2 separate regions of the Mus musculus genome follow, and region 1 is linked to region 2. A link is a contact called in public HiCAR-type data. All regions are on one chromosome and are shown on one strand. The core of a region is the stretch at or near the end of the contact, and the rest is flanking DNA. Distances in the headings are between cores, read along the strand shown. Region 1 overlaps Meis2 (Meis homeobox 2). Region 2 holds the start of 3110099E03Rik (RIKEN cDNA 3110099E03 gene).

The links. HiCAR-type assays count read pairs that join an accessible place to other places.
Region 1: a HiCAR-type map of astrocytes shows a contact between it and region 2, with 2.6 times the contacts expected there. The contact joins the enhancer-like site here to the promoter of 3110099E03Rik in region 2. A contact is called at or near these places in 1 of 39 promoter capture datasets (neutrophils), 2 of 484 Hi-C or Micro-C datasets (3T3-L1-derived adipocytes and cortical neurons), 1 of 115 datasets of contacts at active chromatin or transcription factors (astrocytes) and 2 of 9 other capture datasets (embryonic tail and embryonic trunk).

What each region holds. Positions count from the first base shown.
Region 1 is chr2:115,937,406-115,942,775 of GRCm38.p6, forward strand. The region is part of intron 8 of Meis2 (Meis homeobox 2); the gene reads right to left. Among named protein-coding and RNA genes, the nearest start is that of Meis2, 120 kb to the right of the region's middle. Within about 2 kb of position 1,991, at least 23 of the 459 cell types and tissues checked have an H3K27ac peak or open chromatin away from gene starts, as enhancers often do. A contact at or near this core is called in astrocytes, where this site is marked.
Region 2 is chr2:115,509,905-115,515,190 of GRCm38.p6, forward strand. It overlaps 3110099E03Rik (RIKEN cDNA 3110099E03 gene), which reads right to left and starts at 2,297. Exons shown (of 3, transcript NR_030712.1): 1 at 2,235-2,297.

The sequences.
Region 1 (5,370 bases), core at 741-3,240, 430 kb after region 2:
AACTCAAGACAAGCAAGGGTAATTGTCAGAATAAAATAATGGTGATCTTAGTAAGGCCTGGTTGGTTATGAAGTCTACAGTTGGCATCAAAATACAATGGATTTATGTGCTCGCTCTCTCTCTCTCTGTCTCGCTCTGTCTGTCTCGCTCTCTGTCTGTCTCTCTGTCTGTCTCTCTCTCTCTCTCTCTCTCTCTCTCTGTGTGTTCCTGTAAAACTGTATTTGCAGCACTGGGACTACAGATGTGTGTGCTAAAATCTAAAATATGGGATCCAGCTTTACACACTCTCCCAGGATCTGAGCTGACTTCTGTATGCTTGTGAAGCTTATGTATGCTTCCAAGCTAAGCCAGGCATGTTTGTTTTAGTTTTACCTAAGAAAAATGATTTAGTAGTTTGAATAATCCTCTCTATCAAGAACATCCATGACTTGGATACACCTACTCATATCTTCCACAACTGGGCTACAACTAACAGTAAAACTGCTGAAGAATTTAAGAGCTGTAATTTTAGGATGTCCATGGGACCCCTAAGCATCATCACCAATATGGCAGTTCATCTAAATTCTTGAAAATTGTATGTACTTCCAAAGTTGGAAACAAAGCTTGAAGAAACTTGAACAATGACAAAAATTCCAGCAAGCACATCTTGCCTCTAACCCAGGCAACGCTTATGCCAGAAAGCTGGAGAGCTGGAAGCTTCTGTGGCTAATGTCTCCAACATGCTGTGCTAATGACCAGGAGACTAACTAGTCATTCAAGTGGGAAAAAGGATTGGCAAGCCCTGGGAAAAAGGCACTCACAGTTGTTCCTGTAGGAAAATTAAAAAAAAAATCTGAAAACCTATAAAGAAACTCAGGCCATATCTTATGAGGGGATGAACATTTAAAAAATTAAGAGATAAAGCAAACCTATATGCACTAGAATAATATACATGCAAATCTCTGGAGAAACTCTATTATATCACCATTAATGCCGAGACGGCAATCAAGCCAGGCTCATTTCAATAGATTCCAAGTTTTGAACAGTTTCTAGGCTATCCAAGTGGGAATTTGGCCAGGATACTGGGGTTAATAATTCATTTTGAGGAGGGCTAATTCTTTGGGACGCAGCCCACTCCACAGGAGAAACATTGGCCCATGTGAGCAAATCCACTTTTCAAGATCACCCTCAATTAGTTCCACAAGGAGGGAGGAGGGGCAGCAGATTCACCTCTTTAGACAAAAATATTGATCATATTCTTAAGGAAACACATTAATGTCATGGAATGTCTCAAAGCATTCACATCTGATTTCTCGACTTGTAATTTTTAAAAAAAAAAAAACTTTTTTGTTGTTGTTTGTGTGTGCTTGAACTGACTCTTGGTCTAGGCTGGACAAGAATTCACCATATAGCCCAGGTTAGCTCTGAACAAATGGTGACCTTCCTTCTTTGGTCTCCCACATGCTGAAATGACAAGCGTAAACCACCATGTTCGTTACGACACCTGCATTTTTAAAGAAAAATATTTCTACTAACTTGCAATTGCCTAGATCTTGGTGTAAAGTCTCAAAAAGTACTGCATCTAATAGTGCTCTGAAAATAGAGAGACCTGGGTTTCTTCCTGGCCCTGGGGAGGACTTGTCTGTGAACTGAAGAAGCTCTTGGATCCCTCTAAAACGTGAGTTTCCCACCGGGCTGATGCAGTATAAACTAGCCATTTATTAGCAGTCTCTGAGTGTCAGGCAGTACTCCAGGAGACATGCGTCCTTGACCTCCTGGATCTTAGATCCCAGCCAGGGACATAAGCAGCAAGCTAAAAACAGAGAATATAGTCTATATGGCGTCAGGGACTTTTATGAAGAAAAACAGGCATTCTACTGAGAAAGTGACTGGGGGATGCTGCTGTTTTATAGAGGGTGGGACAAGGAGACCGCTTTGAGAAGGTGACATTTGAGCAGACTCAAGTGGAGTCAGAGCCAGCTGGGAGGCAGCAATGGCAAGGAGCCCGGAGTCCTGCCTGAGTGAGACAAGGGCTAAGAAGGATGGAGCTGCAGAGTTGCTGGCACCAGATCACCCTGAGCCTTGTGGGTCATGCTAAAAGGCTCAGGCACTGACATGGCGCCTGACACACAGTAATTAATCGCATAACAAATAGTGGCTATTTATTTATTCATAGTGGGCAAATATCGTCATAAACCAGAATCATCCATCATCCCCATTGCGCTGGTACATAGCTGGAGTTCTCTGCATCAGCCCTAGGATCCTAACATAGCTTAACACATTTGAAATGCTCACGAATATCACCAGCAAGTGTTTTCTGTGGTATGTGATTATTCAGCCTGTTATTTTTTTTTTCTATCACTGATGAGTTCTTTAAAGAGATTTTAGTTGAAAAAAGTGAGAGTACTAAAAGGTTATTTAGCTGGGGCCTGTGAAGGGGGAGAAATGAATTAGTCAAGTTCTTTGCATTTTCTCTTTACATTTTCTCAAGGACACCTGAAGAACCCTTGTTAACTCTTCATACCTCTAGACCGAGTATAACCGGACTATAGTAATCACTATGAGCAGCTCCTCAAGACACCAGTGAATGATCCATTCTCTTCCCAAAGCCTGTGTGTCTCCCTGTCACCAATAAAATGGAGTCTTGGCCTTCATCCTAAGGCTTTTCACAAGCTGGCCCCAAGTGATATTTCCAAATGTAACATACCCTGACTTGGCAAGGAATGTAAAATCCTAATCAAAGCACATTCTTTCTTTGTGCATACGATCCCACTATGGTCACCTGCAACAACACGCTGCCAACTGGGAGGTATTTCCAGTGCTTCCCATTATTTTGGGTACCCCCCACCTGTTTTTTTTCGTACACATGGAAGACAATGCCCCCCCCCCCGATTTCTAAGGTTGTTGTCCCCACAAATTGGCATTTCCCAATGAATCGTTACGATAGACTGGTATATGTGATTTGGGGCTGATATGAAAGCTCTGGTTAACTCTCCTCAGGCGCCATCTTGGGGATTCTTGTTTAGGTAGGTGCCTATCTGTTGGCTTGCATGTGCTCGACAAAGACTCCAAAGGCAGCATCAACTCTCTATTGACTTTGGTGTAGAGGGAAAAAACTCTTATTGACTTATGCCACTGAGACTTATGTGGCTGGGGTTTTTTTTCCCCAGAGCATCAGAACCAATCCTATTCTGATTGCCCTACCATTCTTCAAATCAAGCTTCCATGACAAATATTTTGAAGCTGTTTTTCATTTCTCTCTACATTTGGTGGCGGTGGGCACACAATTTCACCCTTTTATGTACACACACACACACACACACACACACACACACACACACACACGCATACTTTAATGACTAAATACTGCTAAAATCCTGTTTTTGCTGTTAGAATCAACTATATTGAGAAAATTTCTAATAGGCTTGGGAGTTGAAAAATGGAAATTGAAATAAATCTCCCAGGTTTGCCCTGCCGATGGCAGCCAAGTTTTCTGTTAATGCAGGAAGTTTCTCAGCCTAAATGGTTGGAGAGGCTGTGTTGAGAGAGGTGTCGCTGCAGAAGAAGAGGGAATACTGAGGATCGGACAGGGCTTTGAGGATACAGCTGGGAATGATGGGAGTCTTTCAAAGCCTGTGTTGCCTGATAGGTTATCTCTTGGTAGCTCTGAAGATCTTCTAGGAGTTTCATGGTCTTAGAGATGACTGATTCTCTTGAGGAAAGGAGTGGATGTACTTGGTGAAGTTTTGGGTCAGGTTTATTTTTGTTTAAAACAGAGTTACTGAGCCAGGAGGGTGGTGGCGCACGCCTTTGATCCCAGTTCTTGGGAGGCAGAGGCAGGTGGATCTAAGTGAGCTCAAGGCCAACCTAAGTCACAGAACAGCCATGGCTACACAGAGAAATCCTGTCTTGGGGAACAAAGAAACAAACAAACAAACCAACCAAAACAAACCACCCCCCCCCAAACCAAAACAACAACAACAAAACCTCACCAAAAAACAAAAAATAAAACAAAACAAGAAAACAAAAAAATACAAAAACCAGAGTTACTGGTTTAGGAGAAAAAATAGTATCACATTGGGAGGGCATTTATTTCTCCCAGGGAGAAGAGGTTCTATACCACATTCCACCGCAGGGAGGAGGGGTGAAAGAGAGGGATTTTATTCCAACTCCTTCTTTATTCTGCCATGTGCTTCAACCTTAACTGTGGAGTGGAGGGTCCCATTGAGTCAATGGCTGATGATAATGAAAAGTAGTCCTGCTGATAGGAATGTGGAAGGGGCCATGTCTGAGATCAAGGGGAAGATGGGAATAAATATGAACCAAATACATTGTATGCATATGTGAAATTCTTAACTAATAATAGAAATGTCCCCGTTGCTTCTTTCTCCATGTTGAGAGGCAAACTGGCATCAACAGGGATGTGCCACACCACACAGCACAGGCCCTCTAAAAAGTCCTCTTTGTGTGTTAGCTTTTCTCGCTGAAGTCATCTAAAGGCTCTTCCATGAAGGCATCATTTTGGTTTGTAAGGGTTGGGAAAGAAAAAGATCTCATCAGCTACAGTCCTGTTCATTGCATAATATATTTTCTTCTCTTAGCCTGAGCTCAACTACATTTAATTATCTGAATTTTCTCAACATGAAGAAAACAGATCCCAGAAAGGGTGAGAACTGGGGAGGCAATGTGGATAAAAATGAGTTGCACTTTCTCTCCTCCAGTGTGTCTGCTCTGTCATCCACAGCAAGGAGGAGAAACACGGTCCTGTTTTTGCCTGTTTGAAAACCACATGATGTTAGAAAATCATTTCCTCTCTTGCACAAACTTCAACACCATCTGGAATACCTCTTCTCTCTCTTCTGTGTATATCCCTGGTCATCCAACTCTTTTCTGCTAAGTTGGGAGTGAGTTCCCCTTATTTGACTTGTTCCTTCCTGTTTCTTACCTTTTAACTTTAATTTCTCAGTCACATTCATATTATTCTTTACATAAAAACAAATGTATATATGACCAGGGCCATGTGGTGTCAGGGATACGTCAAGATACATCTTCCTTGCTATATGTTAAATACTAAGAACCAACTCTTTGGACTTCCAACTTCCAATGCTAATGAGAAGTGAGAAGGTTGAAAATGACTGAACTATCTAGCTTCCCAGGAAGCAGAATTGATAGCACATGGACAGAGTGAGCTTCCGTCAGCATGTCTCTGGTCCCGGCCACAGACCACAGGAGACTACTGCTCCTTGTTAATAAACTAAAGTACAGCTATCTTCTTTGAAGATCTTTCAATAACAAATATTTTTTTAAAAAAGATCTGAGTTTTATCTCATGATTAGTACTGGAGTACTTTGTCTTACTTGGCTTATGTTTTGCAAAATAAAATACCAAAAA
Region 2 (5,286 bases), core at 1,047-3,546:
AAGATAAATGAGGCACTGTCAGCCCGAGATCAACCGCTTCTCCACTAACTTCTATTATTTGCTTATTTGTGAACCAGTGTTTAATTAAAAATATACCTAGATATGTGAACCACATGACAAAGTGATTGAAACCACTTCTATTCCACTATAAAGGAGGTGGTTTTTTTGGTTTGTTTGTTTGTTTGTTTTAATGAGAACTGAGTTGTATATGCATTTCAACCTGCAGAATCTCTCCAGGATTAATTCTTATTAACCACAAGAGGGTGGGGAAAAAAATCAATGACTGAAGAAATACCCGTTGTCTCTGACTTGAGTAGTAAAGAAAGAGCAGAAGAAGGAGTCAGGATGACGTAAAGTTTGCTTTGAAAGTGAGGTATTTTTGCAGATGGGGAGGAATTCTGTGATTTGAATTCAGAGACCCTTTTCCCAGGTTACCCAGGCGGGGCATACCCACACTAAGTCAGTGGAAGAATGACCCTGTTACAGCAGCATCAATCTCTAAGGTCAGGTTTCATCGTGAGATGTTATTATAATCCCGCTTCCCTGGTCGTGATTTTCACAAATCCTTGTTGAGCGCTCAATCTTTTTAACACCCTAAAGAGGTGGCGTATGCTAATTTTTTTAAGATGAAACCTCCTCTTTTCTTCATAACAATTATTTATAGCCGAAACCCCCTAATGGTATATATAGTTTTTTAAAATAATGCAATCGTTCCATTCTTGATTAATTTGACACCTATTCATTTAGGCTATTTTTCAAAGTGTTGCGACTAAACCCCGGCCCTGGCTAATGATCATATTCCGTTTCAATAATGGAGTAGGAAGAAAAGCCATATTTCCATGCTTTGTTCTTTTATTCACATAAATAACTACCATTTGGAGAATGCTTTATGGGCAAAAATATACAACACATAAAGCAATGTTTTAAAATTTGAACTAAATCCACCAGAACTGGAAAGATCACCAAAATTAAAAAAAAACGTTGTTAATCATTTTGATTTTTTTTCAAAATATATTTATGAAACAAAACAAGAATATCCTAAAAGAACATTTTAGTTGCTATAGGCATGCATTTTCAATTATAATACCCTTGATTCCTCCCATCCCCAGTAAGAAAACAGACTGCCTCACAACTGCTTTTCCTAGCAGTTTAATTTTGAAAAATCTCTCATCTGTCCCTGCTTGCAATAGATTGGCCTTATGGCTAGGTTTCTCTCATTTTTTTTCTTTCATATTTTTCAGTTAAAGTTACAAGGAGCAAAATCATCTATTTTCAGAGGATTTTGCATGTTTGCTCATCTAAATATTATTTTTAAATGCAGAGCAGCTTATTTCTCTTACATCAACATATTAAGTGTTAGCTACAGCAACTTGTAGCAACACACACAACCCACTGTAAAGCAGACTGGAGCTAAGGGGGGGGGGATTCCTTCAGAGGTCGTATTTTCACTCTGCCTAACTAAACTATAAATTGAGATTACGACAATAAATTATTTTTATGATCTGGGAAGGAAAAGGTATGGGTTGAGTTTTCAAAGATATTTGGGTTTAATTCATATGTTAAATAGGCCAAGGATAACCAAACGTTAGAAGAAATTCAACCTGGACCTATGCTAAATAGAACCTCAAATTAGGCACTCACCACCAAATTAATTAGTAATTGATAAATTCAGTAGAAATATATCATTTCTTCATACTGCAAAGCCAAATAGTATGATTGAAAACTTAAAATACAAAAAAAAAAAAAAATTTAAACAAACAATCCTGACAATCTTTTAATCAAAGCTATTGTTTACAGCGTGGCTTTAAGGTCCTCGTAGTAACATGTTTAACTCGTTAAAAACACTCATTCAGCTATAAAACTACTTTCTTAGGTCATTTGATTCCTCTATAGCAAGCTGAAACCTCCCCCAAATGCCTCCATTGACATTTTTCCAGCAGTTACAATGGCTCTTAGTCCAAATGTCATTTTCTCGTTTCATCTTCAGTTCTCAAAGAGCAATCTGTGAAGCCATAATTTTACACGAATCCCTTTTCAGGTTTAAATGCAGTACACTAACTTTTAATCAGATCCCCGAGGTGTGGCAAATAAAGAGGCCGCTTGTGGAAAAGTCTGTTTTCCTAAGAGTTTAATCGGATACTTCCACACCACAACATTCTGTAGACATGGTTTTCGCTTTGAAAACATAATCTTATCAGAGGGTAGTTGGTGTAAAATCCTGTCTGTTTTCTTACCTTTGAATGTGAGCTCTATTTATACGGTTCCATAAATGATGTCTACAGCTAAGGCATTTCCTTATTGTAGAGTCTTACTGAGCACAGTTAATATAAAAACACGTAACACTTAGCAGGATGTCAATGTAGTTCCCCGGACAGTCTAACCTTATGAAAGCGTCCCCTTCCCATTGGAGGAAAAGACATGACAGCTGCATCTGAACTTGTCTTTCTGGTATTTTCCTCTGGCTGATTTTTTTTTCCCACAATACACAAAGGAGATGGAGTCTTCATTTGTAACCTCCGGTGAAGGTAGGACAGCCCATGAAGGAAATAGACACCCACCTCTCTCTCTGGATGGAAAAGCTAAAGAAACTTGGTGTCCAAAATGCAAGCACTTAATTCTCCTGACTATATTTTAAAATGCAACTGTAGCTTTTCCATAAATCTGTGTGGTGAAATATTTCATAACATTGCATAAGCTCTTCCATGTTTTTTTTTCCTTCCATGCAAGAATGGTTTGCAGAAAGTCCCAATGTTTCACTTTTTCAGCAAGTTACTTATACTTGGAAGTGACTTTACAATTTGTGGGAAAACAATAGGTACTTAGACATAGCCTACTTACCTGTTGCTCTCTGAAAATTCCCAACCGTGAGAGTGTGATTTTACTTCTGTTTTTAGGACATACCACCAACGAGTAGGGCAGGAGAGGCGGTCATAAACAGACCCTCTGGATCTGCGATTGGGCTCAGAGTTTTCTTGACAAATGGAAACAAACTTTCGAGTCCAAAAGAACATTCTGAAACACACCTCAACTTTGGTTTTTTTGGGGGGTAACGGCCCCGTGGAGACTGTCTTTATGAAGGGTCTTAATGAGTGTTCTGCCTGTATTTTTCTACTAGGGATGTCAAATAAGGTTCAAAAGCGAATGTAAACTGTAATGCAGTGACGCGCACTAAAAATAGCCCTATAAATCTGCTCATTTTGTTTAGATAGTCTCCAGAGTTGTAAAAAGTACGACTGCTCAGTTTTAGTATTGTTTTGGAAGAACTAATTCTGCAGAGAACAGACCACTGGCTATTCTCGATTACTTTGCAGAAGGTTTATTAAGGCTGTCTGTAGCCTTAATTTTTCTTTAAAGGAAACTTTATCCTCTATTTTTTCCCTAACTCTAATGGAATCTTCAATGGAAAAAAAAAAAAGAAAGAAAAGAAAAAATAAAATCCATTTATTCATTAGAATTAAGATTTCTCAGAGTAATTTTATCTAAAATGGAAATTAAATTAATTAAAATTCCAAATGGCATTCTCACCTCCAGGAATCAGTCAAAAATATGTTGCTTCCTAAGGTCCCAGTAATAGTCACAGTATTTACACCTAACTTACCATGAGGTTTTAAAAATAACTCCAGGAGAACATTTTTAGGACATTTACAATCTGAATTAGACAACAACAACAACAATAACAAGAAAAAATGAACAAAAAATCAGGCATTTCTCTGTGAAAAATAGCTACTGTAAATTAGGATGTTTGATGAAGGATGTATTTTTAGAAAACCCTGTAATTTGAATTTGAGAGATGGGTCAGGCTGCAGAGGAGAAGCAGGAGCCCTACAAAGGCTTAGGAAGGGGTTTTGTCTTTTCTCTTGAGAAGAAGTGCAGGAGGCACAAGCCCTTCCTTCCCCCTGTCTCATGATAGGCACAGGATTCCAGAGATTGGTCGGGTGACTTTGCACTTAGGCCAAGATTGATTGCAATCCGGGGCTTTGTTTTGTAATGCCTTATCCCAGCGGAGGCATGCATAAACACACGAAATGACTAAACTGGGCAGCCATCTGACCTTTCAGAAAAGAGGCAGTCTTAAAAACTGCATCAACTTTTCTTTGAAGAAACAAGCTTCATGTCATTGAAGGGAGCCTTGCAGCTTAGCTCCTTCGCTGCCACGCAGCCAGACTACACTGGAATTACCAAGAAATAGGAGGACCTAGGCTTTGCGCCTTCTTCTCCCCTCCCCCGCTCCCAACCCTCTTCCCCCTGAGTTCAGAAAGAAAATAGTGTTACTAGTCAAGTGATCATTGTCAAAACCATGGCAAGTGCCAAACAAGGCAGAGCCAAGCGATCATTAGTTCAGCATTCAGCTCAGATTTCTCTAATGTTCAATTAATGGGCTAGATTTCATCCAAGTTGGGATTTTTTTTTCTTTTCTTGTAAAGTCTCGGTAATGCTTTAAACCATCTTTTAAAGGGGTTGTACAAGCCAGGTTTACTGTCTTTAATCGGTTAATATTAAATTTTAAAAACCGAACTACGGATTCTGACAAACTTAGGTATCTCATTTTCATTAAGTGCAGTTTGAAATGACTAGTAAACGGAAGGAAAGAATTTGTTAAGAAATTTACCAGCACCACATTAGAACTGAACGTATGTGGCTTAATGACGTAAGATGTAAATAGCAAATCCAGCTCTCATTTATTGAAAGTTTTGGACTTAGGTAGAGAGGTAACAGAGAAAATTTTGACCCTATCTCTTAAAGCCAGCCTGGTAACTATGAATGAGAATCTGCCTTTCACATAAGTAAATTAATCTAATGTTTCAAATATTGAGAATGCTGTTGTATTTTTTTACTTCTTGACAAATGCCACCACAAAAAAAGCAACTACAAACATGAAAGTAACCAAGCAGAACTTTCAAAAGAGAAAGGAAAGCAATACGATAATTTTTGTTTGTAAACCCATTGACATAAAGAGTCTAACCTGTCACAAACTACACTTCACCACCGTCTGGCATTTAGGAACAGTCAAAGCCGACAGCATTTTGCTTTCATCAATTTTGTGTTAGAATTTCGAGAATCTGAATTTGGGAGGACATGGGGCAGGGGACAGGAGAGTGTGCCTAGATGGCTTCTCCTCCCTGGGCATGTATAATTGAGCGCAGAGACTGAATGCTGAAGAATGTAGTTGCTGCTTCTAAAAGGTAACTCGTGGGTTGTTTAGAAATGTTTTAAATGCCTGCTGATGAGAGTCAGAAAGGGAGGGAAAAAACAGAAGAGAGGAGAATTGGTTCCAGGGACAATCAC